Linked DNA regions of Sus scrofa: region 1 is linked to region 2. The links are chromatin contacts, called in public Hi-C maps. All regions are on one chromosome and are shown on one strand. Each heading gives the region's core, a stretch centred on a gene start, on an enhancer-like site or on the middle of the called end of the contact. The rest is flanking DNA. Distances are from core to core; before and after follow the strand shown. Region 1 overlaps CALD1 (caldesmon). Region 2 overlaps CALD1 (caldesmon).

Region 1 (7,648 bases), core at 2,988-5,487, 140 kb before region 2:
TAGATGCTTCCCTGGGTGGCCCCTTCAGAAGCATGTGAGCCCTAAGAAACAAGCCTCAGATTCACAGAAAGGGGGAATAACTTGCTTTGGCAGGACCAAAAATCCATCTCTACAGTCTTCCTTTACTCAACAGTTGTGGGTTACATCCTCTGTATCGCACAGAAGAATCAACCATATTCAGAGCACCAAGTAACATAAATTGTATTCACCAGCAACTGTAGAGCAAAAAGTATCTCTGCGTGAGCAAACTGGTCCAATAAGAATGCCAGAATTGTTGCTGTATTTGTACTGATGATATTTGGTTTATAGAGCAGTGCTTCCACTGTGTACATGAAAGCAGAGCTTGCTGGAAAAGAGCAGCCAAAAAGGAATTAGATTAGAGCCCATGTCTGCGTAATGACACCGCAATGACTCAGTCTCCCTTTCCTCTAAAATTGTCTCCCTTTCCTCCAAAATTGTCTCCCTTCTCCGCACATCCTCAACCCTGATGTGTGGAGCCGGCTCACACTAGCTCCCAAAGGACAATTGTTATAAATGTTTAAGGTTTTGAGAACTAAATGTTACACATAGTCATTATTAAAAATTAAATTATATACACTTTGAGTTAAATAAATTATATTAAAACCAAAGTGATAAATACTGAACACTCATCCCTTCCTAATGGTCTTACTCTGTTTTACTGTTATCTCTGCTCTCCAGGTTAGTTACATCTATTGTATCCATATGGTGGAAATACAATTGAATGCTGTGCAACTGAATTTCTCCTCCTAATTCTTTGTTCACTAATGTCATGTTGGCAGCTTGAGAACAACCACAGTGGAAGTATTTACACTCTGGAAATTAGCAAATGCTACAAATCAGACTCCCCTCCCTGCTGACCCCCAGAGCTTCTTATCAAACATGTACCAGCACCCCACTGACCCTATGGTATCAAGTTAGTAAAATTAGCCTCTACTCTAGAGAACCAATCAGGATACCTCTGTTGTTTAGTTACATGAATATTCATAATGTATGCTTATGACTGCCTATATCTTTGTTTACGTGTTCATCGTTTCTTATGCTCCTAAGCACCATGAAATCAGAGCCCTTGTGTGAGTTTTTCAGGGGCTGTGACTTGAGCCTAAAAAAGTGCCTTGTCCCCACATTTAATAGGTATTCAAAGTGGGAGTTAAATGAGTCAAGGAATAAATATCCATAATTTCTTCTTGATAAGAATGCTGAAGCTAATATTTGTTTGAGTTCATTGATCCCTGTCTAGTTATATCAGTACTGAGTGCTTTCAGCACTGCCTGACATAAGCCGAGTAGTGTATCAAATTAATAATCTTCAGAGCAAACAGATTTACAGATGAGAAAACTGAGTTACAATCAGGTTAAGTATCACATCTAAGGTCACACAGCTAGTAAGTGACAGAGTCAAGATTCAAACCTGGCTCCATCGTCTGCATACTCAACCACCACCCTGCGCTGCCCAGTCACTCCATCGGTTTCGTGTGCAGCTCTGGGGATGTGACCTATTTGAGAACACGCTTTGGAATCAGGAAGACATGGGTTTGAATTTCAAATGTACCATTTTCTAGCTTGTTTCTCCACATGTTAAAAGGGTTAATTATTCCTCCTTTTTATTTTTATTTTTTTAATTAAAAAAAATTTTTTTATGGCCACACCCACAGCATATGAAAGTTTCTGGGCCAGGGCTTGAATCTGAGCCACAGCTGTGACCTACACTGCAGCTGCAGCAACACCAGATCCTTTAACCCTCTACTCTGGGCCAGAGATTGAACCTGTGCCTCACAGCCACCGGAGCCACTTCAATAAGATTCTTAACCCACTGCACCATGGCAGGAACTCCTTATTCCTCCATTTTTGTTGTTATAAGGACTAGAAATAATATCTCCAAACTGCTTTGCATATAATAGGCACTATGTTAAAAATGGCCAGCTATCAGCCAGGGTTTTCTGTGGGGGCATCTGTAGGTGTGAGGCCCTTAGCCTCAAACTCTCCCAAGCTCCCAAGCTGCTTACTCTATGGCCACCATGTAGATGGAGCAAAAGGAGTCAATTTCTTTCATGTCAAATTCTCCAGGAAGCAGAAGTAGGGTCAGTAGGTATGGTTACAGGAAACCCTGTTTCAGGTCAGCACAAGCGCTTTCCAACTAGATCTTTCTGTCTCTGGCACTTGGACAGCCCTGCTCTGCAACGGCAGACAACCTCCACCATCCCTTTCAACCAGAGTTTTCTCCCCTACCCTTATCATTGGAACTGTGCTGCCTTTAGCATTCCAAATAATCTTTATCTAGGATGGCAAAAGGGTTTTATTACCAAAGCTGGGTTGTTTTGTAGGTTCTTAATGTTTTAGATTGGGAGTGAGAGAGGGAGAAAAGGAGAGAATGAGAAAGGGGAGAAGATTGAGACCTATCAAGGACTGAACTTGGGAGGGAGAGCAAATAGAAATGGACCGATAGTTATCCTGAGCCCTTTACGTTAGAGATGGTTGGGAAGGTAAGCTAAGTGGTTCAGCTGCTTTGCTGGCATATTTGCAACGTGAACAGGCACTGTTCTAGTTGAAGATAACAACCCCAGGGCAGTAAAATAAATAAGTTGCCCAAAGTCACACAATTGGCAAATGGCAGAGCTAGATTCAACACAGCTCCCTGACTCCAACCCTTTCCCATTCCTACAGCTGTCTGTTCTGCGTCTTGCCTCGGGAGAGCGATGGAAACCAGAGCAGGAGGTTTCCATAACCAATCATTATAATTTGTCAGAGAGCCACACTGCAGTTCAAATAGACAAGCGCATTGTCTTTCCCCGCCATATAAGGAAGCAGGGCCAAATACCACTGCTTTCACTTCTGACTTGAGAGGTTGTTCAAGGAAGAGTTCAACGGGAGGAGAATCTAGGCCTATCGCAGTTTAAAAGAAAAGAAACCTGCAGAAATATTTTTGTCTTTTCCTTTTCTGGTAGCCAAGATAGTTTAACAAATAGGTTATACCCTTTTCTCTAACTCAAGCAGAGCTCTTCTGGAGTTATGTACTGAAGGATTCAACTCTTTGTCTGAGTATGTCCAGCTGCTTTGGGGTTTGATGAAGTCAAATTTAGATATTCACAAAGCCAAGACAGAGCTAATTCTGTGAGGAGCAAGTGGGAAGTCCTCCACTGCAATGATTGACTGAAGAAGTTAGGGTCTACTTGCCGTGACAGCTGTTCTTGGTGTATTTATTAATAAGGCTTCACAATTTAAGGCCGATCTTCCTGTCCCAAACTCCCTTTGCCTTAACAATCAGTCATAGCGGGGGTTTTAGACCACAGGCCCCATAATCAACTCCATGGAGGGAAAAACAGACATAAGCAATTGAAATTATTCCCTCAGGATCACCCAGTATCATCTTGCCATAGGGAGTGCTTACTATTTCAGAGAAAGCAAAGAAGCATCACTTCGTCTTCGTAGGGAAATGAAAAAAAATCTCTAATAAGTCTGGTCAGCTCCTCACTCCCGTCTTTGACCAGACTGCATCTAGGGTATTAGTTTCTTACAACTGCTATAACAAAGTACCACAAACTAGGTGGCTTAACAACAGAAACCTATTGTCTCACAACTGTGAGGCTGGAAGTCCAACATTAAGGTGTCAGCAGGGTTAGTTCCTTCTGAGGGCTGTAGGGAAGGATCTGTTTCAGGCCTCTCTTCCCTTGGTTTATAGATGGCCATCTTCATGTTCATAGAGCATTCTCTCTGAATGCGTGTCTGTATCCAACTTTCTTCTTTTTATAAAGATACCAGCCAGATTAGAGCTTGCCCTGATGACCTCACTAGAAGTTGATTACCTCTGAAAAGACCTTATCTCCAAAAAAAAGGTCATATTCTGAGATACTGGGGATTAAGAATTCAACATAAGGATTTTGAGGGAGCCACAATTCAACCTATAATATGCCCCCATTCCAAATAGTGGTAGAAATCCGAAAGACGTCTTTTCTGAAACTCTAAGTGCCAACGATCCTCTTGCTGGTGGTATTCCATCTTCTCTCTGGGTGTAGGGAATGCTTAGCTAGAAATCACTTGACCTTTTGAACTTGCCTTTGACATTTACTTTCTGCCTTTCGCAATACAAAATTCTGATCCAGGAAAAAGTCAAAAGAGGTCTCTGAAATGACGCATTGAAGTGCAGCTTCACATACTGTGGCCTATCTGTGGAAGCCTGTGAAACCACAGTGGCAGACAGTCTGGTATGCGGCCATCAGAAGTGGGGGAGGGGCTTGGTGGGAAGCCTCTGGTTGAGGCAGCCTGCAAGGCTGAGAGGCAGAGTGCTAGGAGGAGGGGGTGAGCAGCTTTGGAGCAGCAGGCTGGGAGGCAACAGCAGATGGGACTTTCTGCATGCCTACCCTGGGTGGAAAGCCAGGATGGTCACTTTCAGTCATTTTTATACATGCTGATCATAACCACTAATTCCCAAATACAGGGGAAAATATTAGGAGCCTACACATTTTTGTGCTCTGATTCATTTGTCTCTTGTCTTTGGTTTCTTCTATTGCTTCTCCATCCATCCTTACATTTTTAGACACTTTTTCCTCTAAATGGCCTTCCTTACTTGATCCCTGTTTGGCATAATTAGTTACAAATTGTTCACACATTATACCTTGTATCCTTTTTTCTTTAGCTATTGTTTCCTTTTACCCCCTTCCTTAAAGCTCTTCTTGGTGTCCATTTCCCAGCTTCCATCCTGCTTATGGCTACTCTCTGTCTTTGGCCAGAGGAGGTCCATAGAGAGGGTGGTTATAACATTTATATAAACCAGGACACTTTTGAGAGGGAAAGGAGGAGCTATTAATAATTTCCCAAAAATCAGAGTTCTAAATGGAGACTATCATTGGCAATTTGGGATGGGCATTTACTCTACCTATGCTAGTTTTCTGCCTCCCATAGATCCTCACCTAGCAACAACTCCCTCAGTTTCTGGATCTTAAACAAACAAACAAAACACAATTTATATTGAGTCTTCTTTTTATTTCTACCCCAGGAAGCTTTTTGTATTTTTGTCAGAAATATTTTTCTATTTTCCCTTATCCCCTCCTCACTTCTCTTTCCTCTACTCGGAGTCTTATCTCACCACTTGACTGCCTCTTCGTCCTTTTGTTCCCATATAGTCTTGACTACGTCTCTGGGAGGCCATATTTGTCTGCCATAATACATGCAGGACACATTTCCTACATATTTGAAAACACACACACACACACACCCACACACCCACCACCACCATCATCAAATGTTATATACAACAACTACCACCATCTAAAGGGTCTCAAATGAATCCCTATTGGACTGTCCACTAATTCAGCACCTCTGTCCAGAGTCTAGAACAGTCTCTATCCTACAGAAGCAGCCATACCTAGAACGATTATTAGACATCATCTATGAATGTGTCTGGAATCTTACAGGACACGTTTCCAATATGTGTATGTGTATATACTTAGTGTTGAAAATATTTGGCCTGAAGAAAAAAAGAAAATTTTAGCCAAAGCAACTGTGCATTGCCTTCATTATGACTTCAGTAATTTGGAATTTTTTAGCCTCTAAAGCAATATATACCAAAAGCCTAGCAATGCCTGCCCTAGGCTTAACATATGTAGAAATAAACTTTGAGGCAAAAAAGAATAAATGTTGACTTAGGTCTCTTTCAAATGTAGTTCTTTTTATGATTCACTCACCCATAACTTACAGTTCATTTTGAAAAATTGCTGAAGTTATCAATCAGGATCATGCAAGGAAGCTCCTTCTCAACACTGAAATGAGAAAGGCAGAACATTTTCCTCTTGCAAATTGCTGGAAACCAAGCTTTAGATGTCTGGAATACTTGACAGTATAGCACTGTGTCAGCTAGAAAAAGCTGTTCTCATCCTTTTACTTATTCACTTACTTAATTTAAGGATTTTGATCATAATTTTCTCTCCTTTTTTAAAGTAACCTAAAAATTAATAAATGAGGGAAAAACAGTGAGAGAAGATACTTTATGGAAGAAAATAAGGGTTCTGTTAAAAGTTCTCTCCCTCCTTCCCTCCATTCTTCCTTTCTCCTCCCACTCCTAGCCTCCTTCCATCTCCCCTGCCCCACTCCTTCTAGTTTTTATTTCTTTTCCCATTCAGATGTATTCAGTTGGAAATGTCCTGTTGCCCTTGGGTAGCCACAAGCTTTAGCCCTGATGTCCTTATGTCTCTCTTGCTTAGATCTTTTTTTGAAAGATTGATGATAACCAAAGGAAAAATCAAAAGACTTCAAACACACTCTGCATGATAAGCATATAGTTATAGCAGTGATGCAATGGAAATATCTAGCCAAGGACTCTCCAGTGCGTCCAGCTTGGCTAGAATGATTATCTCAGCCACCCTGGAACTGCTGACCCACCTGTGTTTGAGTAAATAGGAAATGGGAAATCTAGAAGTTTGATTTTTTTTTTTTTTTTTTTTTAGGGTTGCACCTGTGGCATATGGAAATTCCTAGGCTAGGGGTCGAATCAGAGCTACAGCTGCCAGCCTACACCACACAGCAACGCCAGATCTGAGCCACATCTGTGACCTACACCACAGCTCACGGCAATGCCAGAGCCTCAACACACTGAGCCAGCCAGGAATCGAACCTGCATCCTCATGGATACTAGTTGGATTTGTTACCACTGAGCTGCAGCAGGAACTCCTGAGCTTTTTTTTTTTTAAACTTTCATGCCTTTTCATATTTCTGCTGTTAGATATGCTGTTAAAATAAAACAATTGCTCTTTCCACTGGGAATATCTTCTAGTTTGCTAATTCTTTTTCCTGAGAGTATTTGCAATGAGGTTTAAGTTTTTGATATCTTGGCTCTTGTATTGTGTGGGTACCTCAGATTCCAGGTGGGTGGTCTCACAGAAAAATGGCCCCAGTTCCTGCTTCATTTCTACAGCTGATAACGTGTGTAACCTTGAACAGACCCCTTGCGCCTCAGGCTTCCTAATTATAAACTGAGAATAGCCTTTTTTCTTCTCTGTAACACCCAGGTAGGGAGCCATGAGATCTTAAATAGAAAGGCACTTCAGGTAGTAAAGTATCCTTAGACATGGTTTTCTTTTCTTTTTTTTTTTCTTTGAAATATGAAGACTTTTGCGGGTTGGTTTTCTTGGAACATGTAAGTTTCATAAAGGAAACTCTCTAGATTCAACGTGCAAAGAATGTGAAGTTTCCAAAAAATATCCTGTGCCTGACAGCTTCAGCTGACTCCTTTTTCTGGGGCTGACCCAACCCAGTTTCAGCCTTTCCTGTTTTTCCTTCCTTCCTTTCTTTGTTTCTTTGTTTCTTTGTTTCTTTTTTTTTTTTTTGTCTTTTGTCTTTTTTTTTGTTGTTGTTGTTGTTGTTGTTGTTGTTATCGTTGCCACCCCTTGGGCCGCTCCCGCGGCATATGGAGATTCCCAGGCTAGGGGTCGAATCGGAGCTGTAGCCACCGGCCTACGCCAGAGCCACAGCAACGCGGGATCCGAGCCGCGTCTGCAACCTACACCACAGCTCAGGGCAACGCCGGATCGTTAACCCACTGAGCAAGGGCAGGGATCGAACCCGCAACCTCATGGTTCCTCGTCGGATTCGTCAACCACTGCGCCACGACGGGAACTCCTGTTTCTTTCTTTCTTTCT
Region 2 (6,833 bases), core at 891-3,390:
AATTTCTCTTTTTATACTGCTTCCCAAACTGTGAGATTTGACTCAGAATGTCTTTCATGGGTTCCCTGAGATAGGACCCTCTCACCCTTAAATGTGTTCCCTAAATACTTCCTAACCAGGAAAGAAACTCCAGTCTGTGGTTTTGGGGTCTGTAAGCACCAATGGTGGATCAAAATGAGAAGAGACTTGCCTGCCCCGCCTGCCCAGTGAATACTGATTTATTAGCGGGCAGTGATAGCCACCAAGGAGCTGCATTAATGCTGTAGGACAGACCAGGAGCTTCTCTCTTGCCTGGAGTCTCTCAGGACACATCAGGAGCCAAGAGAGAAATGACAAGATGAAAGATTGGGAAGGGATCATCTAGTCCAGTTCTCTTTTTTTATGTACCTGCAGCCGGCATTCCAGAGACATTAGGCTACTTTGAAAGGAACACAGCAAGTTTGTTGACAGCTTTCAGATCTCCTGACTTGCAGACAAAACTCTCAGAGTGAATGGCAAAATAACAGCCAGCATGTCCAAGGGCTGTCCTTGATGTATGCCCCTTGGAAAAAGATTAAAGTCATAATTAGGGCAGCATCGTAGTGAATAGTCCATCTATAGTAATTTAAATAGCACTCAGGGAAGGCAACCAGGCAAAGGACTACCGAAGCCTCATCAGAGAAGAGCAAAAATCTGTACTCTGCTCAGTAAAACATGCACTTAGGTGGGGGTGAAGGGAAGAGGGTGGAGGTTATGGGAAGTACAAAATAGCTGCAGGTGGGGGTGAAGGGAAGAGGGTGGAGGTTATGGGAAGTACAAAATAGCTGCAAAGAGATGTGTGGTCAGGTAAGAGGGACCATCCTGGCCAGCACCCCATCTTCTTAGGTTTCTTTAGCATGTTAGTGTCTTGTCGCTCTTTGTCTTGAAAAGAGCATTAATGAACCCCAGCCGTTTTCACACTCACTTTTTAAGAATGGGTGAGATGATAAAGGTAAAGTAATTTGAGCTCCTTTATTCCCCCCAAAGCTAAGTAAATGCAGTTTATTTTGAAATAATCTGACTCACTGTGAGGAACTTGTAACACAAAACCCTCAAAAAAAAAAAAAATTAAAGCTGCTCTCCCTGTATCACCTAACTTTCTCCTACAATAATCGCAAAACCACATCCAGAGACTAAATTATTACCTTCAATGGAAGTCAAGGTAAACCCTGGAATTTTTCCCATTTCATTCTATCTTTAATGGTTTAGATGACTACAAACGTACCCCCACAGGTCTCTGAGTCATCCCCCTAAAGGTAGGGTTATTATGTCTTCTGTTCTGGGGACCCAAGTTATTCATTTGGTGAAATACATGGGTGGTCTTCCCCTGCCATCTGCCAAACTCAGCTCGACAGATCTGGTAACTCGGTAGGTTTCTTCTTTCCTCCTCAACACGTTTGTGTCCTCAAGTCCCCTTCGTCCAAGAAGAAATCTGTCCAAGCAACCTGGCCATTCTCCCATCAAGGCCACACTAATAATTGCTCTTCCCAGTGGGAACTGAAAACAACCACTCTTAGGTGGAGTTCCCAGAATATAATCATTTCCAAACGGTAACACCTCCACTACTTTGGAAAATAAAACCTCAGTGAAATCAGGAATGATCTTGACCTCCTAAAATTGTGGTCAAGGTCTTTCCTCAGAGGCTGGAGGCCCATAGCTCATGCTCTAAGAATTTCCTCTGATTTCAGCTCTACCACATTATTCTCTAGTGGTTTGTTTTACTTGTGAGTTTTCTGGCTTCCTAACAATGTTGGGTCTGATTTGGTGATACCAACCAAAACCCAATAAGATTCTTATTGTTATGTTTCTTCCTGATCTATACCACTGACTAGATCAAAGATGAGAAGACTAAAAAGGACAAAGAACGCAAGGAAGAAGTTAAGAGCTTCTTGGGTGGAAAGAAGGGACTTACAGACGTGAAGGCACAGAATGGAGAATTCATGACCCACAAGCTCAAACACACCGAGAATACGTTCAGGTAAGAAGTAGTGAAGAGTTAACAGTGACTCTGTTCACATGTGGAACAACAACAAAAAAAAATCAGTCTCCCTACCCTGTGTCTCCAGACAGAAACGTGCTAACAGGCAACATGCTTTTGTTGTGAGGTCATTGGCCATTGTCTTAGAGATGCTCAGTCAGCAGGTCAGGCTATCAGTCACTAACAGGCGACCAGCAGGCATTGCTCAGACACGGTTTGATCTGCTTTTCCCATTATTTGGCAAGGCAGATCATGCTTGGCATCCATGGTTTTTTTGTTCACTGACCTAATATGTTCATGTAAGATCAGTTTATTAGAAAACATTATGACTGGAGTTAGTATCATTGATTTGGTCTCTGTCTGGTCCAGCCAACTTCATAAGAGAGCCTTCTCAGTACCATTTTCAAGAATCTATTTGCTTAAGGTTGTAAGTAATTGTTGCCTAAAACCATGTTTGCTCAGTAGCCAAATACTTCAATCTGATTCATTTAGTTTAACCGTGTGTTTCCAAAGTACTTAGAGCCCTCGATGTTACTTTGTGTTGGGAATCTCTAAGAGGGAGGAAGAGGGCACATGACTACCACCCTAGTTTGGAAAACCTCCTGCATAGCTTCAGTTTCCTCTTTTCACCCCCTCCCCACTTTATCTTAACTATCTGGGCAGCTGATTTAAGGACAGAGAGACAAGTATATGCAGGTAAATCCTCACCTCTAGATACATTGAATACAGAGAGCCGCCCCTGCCCCCCATCAGCTTTGCAGAAGGACTCAAGTTGCAGAAGCCTGCCATAGACACCTGGCTGCCTAATTCTCTGTGCCCCACTCCCTCCAACCACTGCTGCCAAATGCCGGTCTCTGTTATGTCACTGGTTCCTGCGCCAGATGTCATAGAAAAGAGTCTTGGGTCCCTGTAACATGGATTCCCATGGGGTTTTCCTTGGTAGCAGCCTTGCCAGTAGACTCCGATTTTCAGGACACTGCAAATAAGAAATTTTCAAGCAGGTATTGTACAGAAGTCAGACTACGCCTTACAACAAAGCATTTATAATACTTGGAAGTAAGGAGAACTACTAGAGACAGACATTTCCAGCTGCTCTAAGGTGCTAAGATCTTAGGTAAATACAGCAGTACCCAAACAATTTTTCTACTCAAAAATTTGAGCAGCAACCTAGTCACATTTATCCAAAAAAGAGCCTAAAGCACATGGAAGAAAAGATGTGCATACAAAGCCTAAATAAAGTGTGAAGGAATGCAAAGGGTAGAACCTATAGATGTTGCTTGGGGTTGGCGAAAAAGTAGATGTGAAAATTGTTTACTTAGGAATTCATAGAAAATCTAGAAATCATGTTGATTCAGGCTGGTAAGCGGAATGCAGAGCTTGCTGAAGTGCCAGTAGTTTAATGTTTTAAAGCCCTAGAACAGTGTCATGTTCATGAAAAGCGTTGAATAAATATTACCTAGTAATGTTATCGTTTAATTATCTGATAGTTTAAAATATGTGTGTAGGTACCAACACAATTTTGTTAAGAGAAGTAATGTTTAAAAAAATCCATCAGTAGAAAGAAGATTGGTTAACAATTAGCAAACTTGCCAACCAGCTTCAGTCAAAGCTCAAATTAATAATTAACACGCCCACTGTTCGGAAATCCAGAGAAGTGGAATTCAAAGAGATAAGTCAGAAGGGATGGCAAACAGATTGATCACTGAGAAGCCATAAATGGGACTCTTGCTTTTAACTGTTTGTGTTTGGGCAGAAAAGAATGAAACAAGCTGCCACCATGTTATTAGTTTCTGTTTAGCTGCCAACATAATATTAGTTTTAGTTTCAGTTAGAAGTTGATGCCAATAGAAGCAGAGACACCTGGTTTTGCTCCACATAGTTATAAAGTAAGGAGCAGGGAAGGGAGTGGGAGCCTCTCTTTATTTATTTTATTTTATTTTTTTTAGGGCCGCACCTGTGGCGGCACGTGGAGATTCCCAGGCTAGGGATCCAGTCAGAGCTATAGCCACTGGTCTACACCATAGCCACAGCAACAACAGATCCGAGCCTCATCTGCTACCTATACCACAGCTCAGGGCAATGCCCGATTCTTAACCCACTGAGTGAGGCCAGGGGTGGAACCTGCAACCTCAGGGTTCCTAGTCGGATTCATTTCTACTGTGCCACGACGGGAACTCTGAACCTCTCTTTAGATTAGCTTAGAGCTCACCAGCCTAACTGAAAACCAGCTGTTCATAGTAAAAAGTCAGATGTTCATCTTGCACCTAGCAAAGCCAAGGAGAGAGAAGAGAACCTTCTGGAAGAAATTTCTGTATTGGTGGCACCCTAATGCTGAGTGCATGCCAGCACATCTGAGCAAAGGCGACGTGGATGGAACTCCTCTTCCAGTTTTGAGCGTAGCCCCTTTGGTCCGATTTAATTACTGATCCCTTTAGAGGCCTGCTTTCTTACCGGCAAATTGTTTCCCCTAAAGCATAATAGGAAAATTTCAATTCAAGAAGCAAGCCTATAGAGACAGCAGATAATACCAAGGTTTTGTAGAAAGAACAAAATGAGGATTTGTTTTGCTTTCTGTTTACTTTTTTATTGTGGGAATCAGGGTTTTTATTCTGATTACAGGGGGGAAATGTACTCATTAAAACATTCAGAAAATAAATATTATATTAAAAGTATAAAAAGAAATACCCATCACCCAAAGATAACTACCAGTAACATTTTTTCCAGGCATTCTCTGTGTGAATGCATTCAAAACAGACACACACATGCACATATAGTATGTATACGTGTTAGTATAATTATATATGTATAATTCTGCAGCATGCATAAGTTCCTGGGACAGGGATCGAACGTGTGCCACAGCAGTGACTCTAGCCACAGCAGTGGCAAAACCAGATCCTTAACCACTAGGCTGCCAGGGAACTCCTATAGTTATAAATCTCTGTTTTATTTATTTATTTATTTAGTTTTGTCTTTTTAGGGCCACACCCGTGGCATATGGAGGTTCCCAGGCTAGGGGTCTAATCAGAGCTGTTGCTGCCAGCCTACGCCAGCGCCATAGCAATGCCAGATCTGTGCCGCGTCTGTGACCTACACCACAGCTCACGACAGTGCCAGATCCTTAACTTACTGAGCGAGGCCAGGGATCGAACCCGCAACCTCGTGGTTCCTAGTCAGATTCGTTTCTGCTGCGCCACAACAGGAACTCCCTATACCTCTCTGTTTTGAAATGATTCTTGCATTGTGTGTAACAATGTATCTTAGCTAGCTTCTGTACCAATGAATGTAAGCCTGCAGTTAATGTTAGAGTGTTCAGCTGGGTGGATGGATCATGATTTATTTAATCAGTCCCTAATGATGGGTCTTTGAATATCCAAAATGAAGACCGAGCAACACCTAGTGGAATCCAGAGAAGTTTCTATAGATATAAGTTTGCCAGTCCAACCAAATACTAACATGGTGAACACAAAGAAAGAACAAACTCACCTCTGAAGATGGAAAGACCTTAAATTAACTGAGAGGGGAGATTTCCTCTGCGGAGGTATAGGCCTATGAACCTTTAAGACCCTGAAACAGGTTGCCAAGATTTCAGGGACCTTCTAACCTCGATGGAGTTAAATATAAAAGAGTTCATCTTTAGCCATCAAGAACCTAGAACATATATTTTAACTGTTTAACCTCAGCTCCTAGTAAGAAATAAATTTTACATCATAACCCAGTACACAGCTACGTATATATTTATAAATGAAAAAAGCACATCAAGAAATAAGCATTTCCCTTGTTCTGTGCAATGCCCTCTGATGTTTTCTAGGGTTTTTTTATGCTAATTACAGGTCACTAAATTGATTTTCCAACCTGAAAGTCATTGTCCTAAAGGACATAGTTTATTCAGAACTACCTCATTATTTAAAAAGCATGAGATGTACACATGAGATTGGTATTGGTAATTGTGTAATCTTGAATTCATTTTTCCGTTTTATTCTTCCTCTTGCTCCATAGCTAGAAACACTGTACCACTCTCTCCATGAAATAAATGATACTAGACTGTGGTAATTCATCTGTTACAAAAGTGTCAGAAATGGGCTACCTGTGTTCAGATTCAGCTAAAAATGCCCTCACTACTTATTAACAAGTATTTGAGTATGATTTCTCCTTTTTTTGTGGCTGAATATATTCCATTATCTGTATTTATTCCGCATTTTCTTTATACATTCAACCATCAGTGGACACTTGGGTTGTTTCCGTATCTTGTCTGTTGTAAATAATGCTGCAGGACCTTGGGACGCATGTATCTTTTTGAATTAGTGTTTTTCTTTGGATAAATACCCAGAAGTGGAATTGCTGGTGCATAGAGCAGTTCTACTGTTAATCTTTTGAGGAACTCCCCTACTGTTCGCCAAGTGGCTGTACCTATTTACAGTCCCACCTTCAGTGCCTCTTTGCCCCCGTCGTACATCAGAGGATACCCGGGGTAAGTGGCAGAGGAGGGACTTGGATTCAGACCTAACCTGGAGATTCCCAGGGGCCCCCAGCCTACCCCTTGGGCTGCTGGGAGGATCCACCGTGCAGTAAGGCAGACATGTGTCCACCTCCTTTGCAGCCGCCCTGGAGGGAGGGCCAGTGAGGCCAAGGAGACTGAGGGCGCTTCCCAAGTGGAAGCGGGCAAGCGGCTGGAGGAGCTTCGCCGCCGCCGCGGGGAGACCGAGAGTGAGGAGTTCGAGAAGCTCAAGCAGAAACAGCAGGAGGCGGCCTTGGAACTGGAGGAGCTGAAGAAGAAGAGGGAGGAGCGAAGGAAGGTCCTGGAGGAGGAGGAGCAGAGGAGGAAGCAGGAGGAAGCAGA

Evidence for each region. A called contact is a pair of places that touch in the nucleus more often than the background predicts.
Region 1: a Hi-C map of liver shows a contact between it and region 2, with 1.8 times the contacts expected there. The contact joins two enhancer-like sites. A contact is called at or near these places in 4 of 47 Hi-C or Micro-C datasets (embryonic fibroblasts, fetal skeletal muscle, liver and 1 more) and 1 of 2 datasets of contacts at active chromatin or transcription factors (skeletal muscle).

Annotation. Positions count from the first base shown.
Region 1 is chr18:14,435,775-14,443,422 of Sscrofa11.1, reverse strand. All of the region lies in intron 1 of CALD1 (caldesmon), which reads left to right. Among named protein-coding and RNA genes, the nearest start is that of CALD1, 47 kb to the left of the region's middle. Within about 2 kb of position 4,237, at least 22 of the 83 cell types and tissues checked have an H3K27ac peak or open chromatin away from gene starts, as enhancers often do. A contact at or near this core is called in liver, where this site is marked.
Region 2 is chr18:14,289,883-14,296,715 of Sscrofa11.1, reverse strand. It overlaps CALD1 (caldesmon), which reads left to right. Exons shown (of 15, transcript XM_021079167.1): 7 at 1,851-1,996; 8 at 6,594-6,833. LOC102160748 (a long non-coding RNA gene) reads left to right here. Exons shown (of 2, transcript XR_308984.3): 1 at 1-703; 2 at 757-1,067. Among named protein-coding and RNA genes, the nearest start is that of AGBL3, 28 kb to the right of the region's middle. Within about 2 kb of position 2,140, at least 9 of the 83 cell types and tissues checked have an H3K27ac peak or open chromatin away from gene starts, as enhancers often do. A contact at or near this core is called in liver, where this site is marked.